Linked DNA regions of Sus scrofa: regions 1 and 2 are each linked to region 3. The links are chromatin contacts, called in public Hi-C and HiChIP or PLAC-seq maps. All regions are on one chromosome and are shown on one strand. Each heading gives the region's core, a stretch centred on a gene start, on an enhancer-like site or on the middle of the called end of the contact. The rest is flanking DNA. Distances are from core to core; before and after follow the strand shown.

Region 1 (3,222 bases), core at 260-2,759, 97 kb before region 3:
GGTGGTAAGAAAGTGAAACAGGCACATTTAGCATCATTCCTAGAAGGAGGAGCCAAAGGCCAGCTTATGAGCCCAGCAGCAGCACTCACTTTTAGTGCCTTCATGGGTTCTTCTACGGAATGATGCATTGCTCACGATCTTGATGACACAGTGGAGGAAAGTGGGCAAAGATACTTAAAAAAAAAAAAAGGAATTTAGAAGAGGAGGGCCATTTATTTATTCAAACAGCCAAGACATGGACGCAACCTAAATGCCCACCAAGAGAGGAATGGATAAAGAATATGTCATACATATATACAATGGAATATTACTCAGCCATAAAAAAGAATGAGATAATGCCATTTGCAGCAACATGGACGAACCTAGAGACGATCCTACTAAGTGAAGTAAGTCAGAAAGAGAAAGACAAATACCATATGGTATCACTAATATTTGGAAGCTAAAAAAATGGCACAAATGAACCTATCCACAAAAGAGAAACTGACTGGCACAGGGTACTATATTCAGTCTCCTGGGATAGAACATGATGGAAAAGAATATAAAAAAAGAACGTATATATATGTATAACTGAGTCACTTTGCTGTATAGCAGAAATTGGCACAACATTTGTAAATCAACTATACTTTTAATTTTTTTTTTTCTTTTTACAGCCAAGCCTGCAGCATATGGAAGTTCCTGGACTAGAGATGCAACTGGAGTTGCAGCTGCCAGCCTACGCTACAGCCACAGCAGCAACACTGGATTTGAGCAGCATCAGTGACCTATGCCACAGCTTGCAGCAATGTCAGATCCTTAACCACTGAGCAAAGCCAGGGATCAAACCTGCATCCTTATGGATATTAGTCAGGTTCTTAACCCACTGAGCCACAATGGGAACTCCAACTACTCTTTAATTTTTTTAAAGTGGTTAAAAAAAAAAAAAGATTAGGAGTGCTTTCTAAATTTCAGGCACCCTGCAGTGACCTCGACAGGATGGTCACTGCCCCTTCACAGTTCAGGTCCTGGCAGAAAAGACTCACCATCAGTGGGTAATGATGACATGAGCAAGGGGATTTCAGCTAAAGAAGTTCTGGGAAGAAAGCAGAATGGAACAGGGTGATGGGGTGGTTAGGGTGGAGTTGGGGGAACCACTTTAGATGGGGGAGCTGGAGAAGGCTCTTCAGAGGCAGGACCAGGAGAAGCAGGCTGTCTCTAGCCCTAAGATGGTTTCTGTTTCCTTATTATTTTTTTTTTTTGGTCGTGCCCACCCCATGCCAAAGTTCCTGGGCCAGGGATTGAACCCATGCCACAGCAGTAACGCCAGATCTTCAACCCACTGAGTCACCAGAGAACTCCCTGTTTCCTTATTTTTAAATATGAACAATAGGGTCTTAGAGTCCTCTTCATACAGCAGACAATGACGAGAGAATTCTGCCTCTTTAAAGCCTCAAACAGGAAGTGATGATGGCACTTCTACGCTCACTGCACTGGTGACAACTAGCCGCATGGCCACTCAAATACAAAGGCTGGGGTTGTATAGGTGTCAACCGGAAACAAGCCTTCACCCTGGGAGATGGAGCACGCCTTCTGGCGAATAGCTAAGACCTCTGCTGAACTCTGTATCCGACAGTGCACTCAGATGCTGGGCAAAAAATATGAAAGCTAATAGCACCTAAATGTGAGGCTGTTGTGAGGATTAAGCGAGGTAATTCATGCACGTTCACAGAACAGGACTTGGTAGATAAGAACCCCTTAATCAATTTCAGCCTTTGTCCCAAGCATGGGAACTTTGAGCTGTTTTTTTGGTTTTCTTAACAGAACAGGGTAGTTAAAGCTCAGCTAGAACAGTTACCTTCAGATAGGAAGTTTGCAAAAAGGACATTTGTGAAAACAAAAGTATTAAAATTGAGATAAGGTCACAATGGTCCAAAAACATTTTCTTTTCTGTTTTTTTTCTTTCCCTTTGCCTCTACTGTAGTTACAAAATATTGAGAATCAGAGGGTCTCTCCAAACTGACTTTAAACTCCAGTGATGGGGCCTGCTGTCCTGGACTCTTCACAAACATCAAGGTCAGGAAAGATAAGTAAGACTGATTCATGTAAATTGGTGCACCACTATGGTGAACAGTATGGAGGTTTCTTAAAAAACTAAAAATAGAGCTACCATTTATGATCCAGCAATCCTGCTCCTGGCATATATCCAGACAAAACTATAATTTGAAAAGATATACATACCTCAGTATTCACTGCAGCACTATTCACAAGAGCCAACATATGAAAGCAACCTAAATGTCAACTGACAGAGGAATGGATAAAGATGTGATCCAAGAGTTCTCCTGCGGCCCAGCAGGTTAAGTGTCCAGTGCTGTCACTGCAGTGGTTTGGGAGCTGTGTGGGATTGGTCCCTGGCCTGGGAATTTCCACATGCCATGGGCATGGCCAAGAAAAAAAAAAAAAAGAGAAAGAGAAAGAAGACAAGATACATATATACAATAGAATACTACACAGCCATAAAAAAGAATGAAATAATGCCATGTGCAGGAATATGGATGGACCTAGAGATGATTATACTAAGTGAAGTAAGTCAGAGAAAGACAAATATCATATGATATCACTTATATGTGGAATATAATTTAAAAAGTAATGCAAATAACTTACTAAACAGAAACGGACTCATAGACTTCAAAAAATAAACTTATGGTTATCAAAGAGGAAATGTGGGGGGAAGAGAGAAATCAGGAATTTGGGATTAACATTTACACACTAATATATACAAAACAGATAATCAACAAGGACCTAGTGTATAACACAAGGAAATCTACTCAATATTCTGTAATAACCTCTATGGAAAAGAATAGATTTACATGTATGTATAATTGAATCATTTTTGTGTACACCTGAAACTAACACCATATTGTAAATCAACTGTACTCCAATAAAATTAAAAATTAAATTAAAAAGATTGAAGAGATTAAAGACACATGACTACAGAAGGCAACACCGACCTGGGATGTGGCTCTAGACCAGAGAAAGGACACTAGTGGGTCACTTGGTGAAATGTGAGTAAGGCTGCTACATTAGACGGTAAGACGGGTGTTATTCACCTCCTGATGGAGAGAACTGTACCTCAATTTGTAAGAGAAAGTTCTTCTTAGGAAATACACACTGAAGTACTGCTGGAGGAACTGCAACTTCCTCTCAGATGACCCAGAGAAAACAGTAACAACATGTATATCAATTAAA
Region 2 (3,425 bases), core at 277-2,776, 100 kb after region 3:
ATAAAAAATAAAGAATTTGAGCTACTATATACAGTAAACTATTTAAAATACAATTCATGTTATCTCCTGGAAATGGACTAAAAAGAGCAAAGGGAGAGGAGAAGTCAAGTTGGCAAATACTTATGAGGCTTGGACCTGGCACTTCGTCATTTGTCATGTCACACTGCAAAGCCAGTCACAGGCTGAGCCCTGACAGCAGAGTCTGTAAAGTCTCAGGGCCAAGGAGTTCCCGTTGTGGTGCAGCGGTTAATGAATCCGACTAAGGATTTGTTAAGGAACCATGAGGTTGTGGGTTCGGTCCCTGCCCTTGTTCAGTGGGTTAAGGATCCGGTGTTGCCGTGAGCTGTGGTGTAGGTTGCAGACTCGGCTCGGATCCGCGTTGCTGTGGCTCTGGCGTAGGCCGGTGGCTACAGCTCCGATTCGACCCCTAGCCTGGGAACCTCCATATGCCGTGGGAGCGGCCCAAGAAATAGCTAAAAAGACAAAAAAAAAAAAGAAGTCTCAGGGCCAAGGTGGGTTCAGAGTGGAGCCATGGTGAAAATCTGCCACAGTGCCATGTCTTTCTGCATGTCCTCAACAGTACTCTAAGACTGGAGCCAGCTGGGTCACAGCACCACGTAGATGTCAGCTCCAGGCTGTCAATGGGACACACTGAGATATTAGCAGAACCTCTAACTCAGGGAGATTCAGGGTAGAGGAGAAGACAGGACATATGCACAGCAAGGCCAATGACATTCAACTTGAAGAGGGAATTGACCCTATGCCTTGAAGGAAAGGCAGGACCTAGCAGCTGCTAGAGAAAAGGACCAGTCTCTGGGGAGTTCCTGCTGTGGCTCAGTGGGTTAAGGACTCAACGCTGTCTCTGTGAGGATGCACGTTTGATTCCTGGCCTTGCTCAGTGGGTTAAGGATCCAGGATTGCCATAAGCTGAGTTGTCCGTCACAGATGTGGCTCAGATCCAGTATTGCCATGCCTGTGGTGTAGGCCTGCAGCTGCAGCTCCAATTCCACCTCTAGCTTGGGAACTTCTATATGCCACGGGTGCAGCTGAAAAAGAAAGGAAGGAAAGGAAAGGGAAGAGAAGGAAAAAGGAAAAGAACAGAACAGAACAGTCAGGGAAGGGGGCGTGGCTTGAGGAAAGGCTGGTGGGAACCATGCCTCTGTTCCTCTGTGAATTTGGACTGTTATTGCCTGCCTTGAAGTGAGGAGGTTATGGGAAAGTGTCTGGCACAGAGTAGCCTTTGAATAAACGTAGCAGAATCTAGAAACTCAGCTCTAACTAGGGTCTGCTCTACATGCCACTCACCCTCTCAGCTAGGACCCGCCACCTCCCCGCCCCGTCCTTTAATTCCTCACTCATGAGGCTCAGCCAGTGCAGAGCAGGCCTTGGGACACTCTTCCCTCCCCTACTTAGTCACCTCCTGATACATACTTCGAGGGTCACCTTCTCAAGGAAGCCTTCCCTGACTTCCCAGGGCAGCTCAGTGCCCTGGTGACAAGCTCCCCTTAGCGCATGATATGCCCTTGATGAGCGCAGCAGTGTCCCCTGAGTTGAGGTTTCACTTCCCATGACTTTGGTTACTTGTGGTCAACTGTGGTCTGGAAATACAAAATGGGGAATTCCAGAAATAAACAGGTCGTAAATTTAAATGGTACATTGTTTTGAGTAATCTCATAAAATCTTGCACTGACCAACTCTGTCCCGCCCAGGATGTGAATCTTCCCTTTGTCTGGCATTTCCTGCCCCTTAGTTACTTAGCAGCCGCCTAAGGTCTCAGACCCACAGTCAAGGTACTGCAGTGCTTGTGTGCAAGTCACCTTTCTTTTACCCCAGTGTGCAAGAGTAGTGACGTTAGCAGGATGGATTATGACAAAGAGAAGCCATAAAGTTATTCCTTTAAGTGAAAAGGTAAAAGTTCTCAACTTTACAAGGAAAGAAAAAAAAATCGAATGCTGAGGGTGCTAAGATCTACACATGAATATTCCACCTGTGAAATTGTGAAGAAGGAAAAAGAAATTCATGCTAGTTTTGCTGTCACACATCAAATTGCAAAAGTTTTGACCACAGTGCATGATAAGTGCTTAGTTAAGATGGAAAAGGCATGAAACATAAATAAAATAAGACATTTTGAGAGACCACAATCACATAAATTTTAGCACAGTATATTGTTATAATTGTCATTTTTTTTTTTTTTTTTTACTAATTATTGTCGTTATTCTCTTACTGTGCCTAACTTATAAACTTTATTGGGGGGAGTTCCTGTGGCTCAGTGGGTTAAGAATCTGACTAGTCTCCATGAGGATGTGGGTTCCATCCTTGGCCTCGCTCAGTGGGTGAAGGATCTGGTGTTGGCACAGGCTGTGTCATAGGTTGGAGCTACAGATCAGATCCGGTGTTGCTGTAGCTGTGGTATAGGCTGGCAGCTGCAGCTCTGATTGAACCCCTAGCCCAGGAACTTCCATATGCCACAGGTGCAACCTTAATAATAACTTTATCATGGGTGTATATGTATGTGTAGGAAAAAAATATAGTATATACAGGGCTTGGTACTATCTGTGGCTTCAGGCATCCAGTGGGGTCCTAGAAGGTATCCCCTGAGGATCTGATGAGTCTGCGATGCTGGCTGAATAATCCTCATGCTGCACTGCCCTCAGGTGATTACTCTGGGCATCTGCGACAATTTATTTTATTTTATTCATTATTATTATTATTATTGCCATAGTCATGGCTTTAATGGGCCCTTTAACTGCCAGGCCCCAGGGACTCCACAACAATTTATTCTAAACTGACTTCCAAGGGCTTTCACACTTTTATGACTGCAGGACGAGATGAGAATGGGGTCCAACAAGGTACAGGAAAAGATGCTCAATATTATTCATCATCAGGGGAATGCAAATCAAAAGTACCAGATATCACCTCACACCTGTCAGAACAGCCATCATTAAAGACAAGAAATAACAAAGTGTCCAGGAGGATGAGGAGACAAGGGAACCCTTGCACATTGTTGGTAGGAGTGTAAATTGACCCAGCCTAGAGGAATACAGCCTGGAAATGCCTCAAAAATTTAAAAATAGGAATTCCCACAGTGGTGCAATGGGATTGATGGTGTTTCTGGAGTGCTGCGACATAGGTTCAATCCACAGGTTCAAGCCAGGCACACTGGATTAATGGATACAGCGTTGCTGCAGCTGTGGCATAGGTTGCAACTGCCGCTCAGATCTGATCCCTGGCCTAGGATCCATATGCCATGAGGCAGCCCCCTAAAAAAAAAAAATTAAAAATAGAACAACTGGAGTTCCGGTCGTGGTGCAGCAGAAACGAATCCGACTAGGAACCATGAGGGTATGGGTTTGATCCCTGGCCTTGCTCAGTAGGTTAAGGATCCCACGTTGCTGTGAGCTGTGGTGTAGGTCACAGACTCAGCT
Region 3 (3,439 bases), core at 149-2,648:
TTTTGCCTTATTTTTTTTTTTTTTTTTTTTTTTTTGGTCTTTTTGTCTTTGTTGTTGTTGTTGCTATTTCTTGGGCCGCTCCCGCGCCATATGGAGGTTCCCAGGCCAGGGGTTGAATCGGAGGTATAGCCATCGGCCTACGCCAGAGCCACAGCAATGCGGGATCCGAGCCGCGTCTGCAACCTACACCACAGCTCACGGCAACGCCGGATTGTTAACCCAGTGAGCAAGGGCAGGGACCGAACCTGCAACCTCATGGTTCCTAGTCGGATTCGTTAACCACTGCGCCACGACGGGAACTCCTGCCTTATTTTTAAGATTTGGATAAGTTTCCTTTAAGATTGTCTGCCTTTCAACCAGTTTATGAGGTTTCTCCCCTTGAGTCAATGACTCCTGTAGTAGAAAAACCTATCCCTAGTCTAAGAACAGCCAAGCTATGTAGAATCCTGGCATTCCTATGGTTCAACCAAAGTACTCCAACTTGTTTACAAAATTCAGGGTAACCTAAGCCAGTATTTTCATTGATTTAAACCAATGCTCCCTTTGGAAATCTTCTCCAAAAAAGAGTAGAAAGAAGAGACACTTACCTTTGGAAATGGTGCCCTGACACTCTCTGACCCCATACTCTATGTCGAGGACCAAGGACTATTCTCCACGTAAATACCCCAGACTCTCTGAGTGAACCCAAGATGGCCAGGTGATGAGGGGCTGGCTGACAGGGAAGAGCAAATGTGACATAAAAATCAGGATTGTTCTCATTTTATAAGCAGAAGCTGATATAAGGAAAGTTCCTAGCTAGGGTTTCCCTAGAAACAGACCAAGATTTCTGGGGGGAAAAAATTAAGAGAAGGAAAGATTTCAAAAGGCAAAAAGTCACGTGTCTAGTGCATGTCTCATAGTCTAGATCTTCCAATAGTCAAAGTTTTTAGTTCGAAGATGATCGAGATTTTTTGTGGGGATTCTATGAACAAGGAGCACTGCCAATGACCAAGACCATGCTGGGGAACATAAACCAGACCTCTTTACCTTCACCCTGGGCTTCCTCAGCATCTTTGACTTTTACAATGTTATTCTTATCCAGGACTCCTTCATAAATACACACTTCAAGTGTATAAATTAGTACCCGAACCATTCCCCCTAAATTCTTCCCACACACAGATCTTATTTTCCTACACACAGGCTTAATTTTAAACCATCAAAGCCCCCCGAGTTTCAAGAACCTTTTTTTCTCCTTAACTACCACAAGCTGGTAATTAAATGTTCCTCCAGACAAGGCTGGTGAACAATAGAAGAAATTGTTCTTTCACCATCACCATTTTGCACAAGACGCTGTAATGACACTACTGTATTGCAGATGGATACAGCAGCCTGGAGCGTCCACCCTGGGAACAGACAGGGCTGGGTGAGGTCACCCTTTATTCCACAAAGGGAGTCTTAGTCACCAAGGTTGCTTCATAGAAGAGAATGGCCTGGTTAAAAGTTCAAATTCAGACAGTGTCCATTCAAGGTGAGTAAGTGGTATGATCCCCCTTCAAAAGCAGACGGCAACTGAGGGGGAGGGATAAATTAGGAGTCTGGGATTAACAGATACACCCTACAATATATAAAATAGATAACCAACAAGGACCTACTGCATAGCAGAGGGAACTCTACCCAATATCCTATAATACCCTATATGGGAAAAGAATCTGAAAAAGAATGGAAATATGTACATGTATAACTGAATCACTTTGCTGTACACCTGAAACACAACATTGTAAATCAACTACATTCCAATGTAAAATTTTTTAAAAAGAGTAAAAAAAAAGTAGAGAACGATTTTCCTAAAATCACCTAAAATCACTTTTTACACTAGCTCATAATTGGGGGGGGGTGGTAATCTTTGCCCAGTGGCTGGAACCCAAATCTTCCAGAAAAACAACCATTTTTTGAGAGCAAACACATGGGGGATGAGTTGAAAAGGCACCCTCATGAGGCTATTAAAATAATGAAAACCTGGACAGAAGTTGGGCTGCTCTGCTGCCCTCTACTGGCAGGGTCAAGGATCAACAACACACAAAGCGCCCAAGTGGGCACACACCCCTCTGTTCCTCTGTGGCTGAGTCATGTCCTACTCCTCCTGAGAAAAACCTGGGTGAGAAAAGCAGGGGCTTCAACCCATGGAACCTCAAATCCAGTAGGAACACCTGAAGCAGCACAGCTCATTTTGCAACTACAGAGCCCTCAGAGTGAAGCAACCCTGCAGTCCCAGGAGGTCTTCAAAAAAACGAAAAATAGAACTACCATGTGATCCAGCATTCCCACTCTTCAGCATATATCTGGAGAAAACCGTAGTTCAAAAAGATGCAGGCACCCCAATATTCACTGCAGCCCCATTTAAAATAGCCAAGACATGGAAGCAACCTAAGTGTCCACTGACAGAGGAATGGATATATATATATATATATATATATATATACACACACACACACAATGGTATATATATACAATGGAATATTACTCAGCCATAAAAAGAATGAAATAATGTCATTTGCAGCAACATGGATGGACCTAGAGATGATTATACTAAGTGAACTAAGTCAGACAAAGACAAACATCATATGATATCACTTATATGTGGAATCTAAAGAAATGATACAAATGAACTTATTTACAAAACAGAAACAGACTCGCAGACTTTGAAAACAAACCGGTGATCACTAAAGGGGGAAGGTTCAGGGAAGGGAAGGATTGGGAGCTTGGGACCAGCACAGGCACACTATGGTATATGGAATGGAGGGTCAATGGGAACTGTATAGCACAGGGAACTCTACCCAATATTCTGTGATAACTTACATGGGAACGGATATGTGCATGTGTATAACTGAATCACTTTGCTGTACAGCAGAAAGCAAAACACTGTAAATCAATTATACTTCAATAGAATTTTAAAAAACCATGCTCCAGGAGAATATGTGATCTTGCTAGTAATAGGCAGTAATCAGGGCCAGAATGAGAACATGTTGCCATCTCAAGGAAGTGGCAATGGGAAACCCGATTCTCACAAAGGGAAACAGGTTCCAACTGAGCAGGGCTGAATAAAAACACATGAGAATATGTATGCACAGCCCATCTTTCCTTCAACTACATCACTGGGCCCCCACTCACTGCAGATACACTGCTGATGAGGGAGACAACCCCGCTCCCAGGGGCTAAAGAGTGAGGGAGAGCCAGACAAGTGAACCAGCAATTCCAGTGTAAGCCTGTGGCCATGTGAAGAGAAGAGTCCTAATCCATTCTAAAGCACCGAGGAGGGGCACTGGACCCAGACCCAGGCAGTGGGGAGATCTCTGATGACTTCCTGAAGGAAATGACACCTGAGAGAAACCAAAAGGATACTGGCCAGGTCAGGTCGGAAAGAAACCCATCCCAGGCAAATGGAACAGTGTGTGTGGAAAAA

Evidence for each region. Hi-C and Micro-C count contacts between places; a contact is called where the count stands out from the background. HiChIP or PLAC-seq counts read pairs in DNA pulled down with a chosen protein or histone mark.
Region 1: an H3K27ac HiChIP or PLAC-seq map of alveolar macrophages shows a contact between it and region 3. The contact joins two enhancer-like sites. A contact is called at or near these places in 1 of 5 promoter capture datasets (liver), 14 of 47 Hi-C or Micro-C datasets (alveolar macrophages, blood, embryonic fibroblasts and 8 more) and 2 of 2 datasets of contacts at active chromatin or transcription factors (alveolar macrophages and skeletal muscle).
Region 2: a Hi-C map of alveolar macrophages shows a contact between it and region 3, with 2.0 times the contacts expected there. The contact joins two enhancer-like sites. A contact is called at or near these places in 7 of 47 Hi-C or Micro-C datasets (alveolar macrophages, embryonic fibroblasts, fetal liver and 4 more).

Annotation. Positions count from the first base shown.
Region 1 is chr13:18,385,653-18,388,874 of Sscrofa11.1, reverse strand. All of the region lies in intron 1 of CMTM7 (CKLF like MARVEL transmembrane domain containing 7), which reads right to left. Among named protein-coding and RNA genes, the nearest start is that of CMTM7, 15 kb to the right of the region's middle. Within about 2 kb of position 1,509, at least 10 of the 83 cell types and tissues checked have an H3K27ac peak or open chromatin away from gene starts, as enhancers often do. A contact at or near this core is called in alveolar macrophages, where this site is marked.
Region 2 is chr13:18,187,507-18,190,931 of Sscrofa11.1, reverse strand. No RefSeq gene overlaps it. Among named protein-coding and RNA genes, the nearest start is that of CMTM8, 54 kb to the left of the region's middle. Within about 2 kb of position 1,526, at least 15 of the 83 cell types and tissues checked have an H3K27ac peak or open chromatin away from gene starts, as enhancers often do. A contact at or near this core is called in alveolar macrophages, where this site is marked.
Region 3 is chr13:18,288,215-18,291,653 of Sscrofa11.1, reverse strand. The region is part of intron 1 of CMTM8 (CKLF-like MARVEL transmembrane domain-containing protein 8); the gene reads right to left. Among named protein-coding and RNA genes, the nearest start is that of CMTM8, 47 kb to the right of the region's middle. Within about 2 kb of position 1,398, at least 7 of the 83 cell types and tissues checked have an H3K27ac peak or open chromatin away from gene starts, as enhancers often do. A contact at or near this core is called in alveolar macrophages, where this site is marked.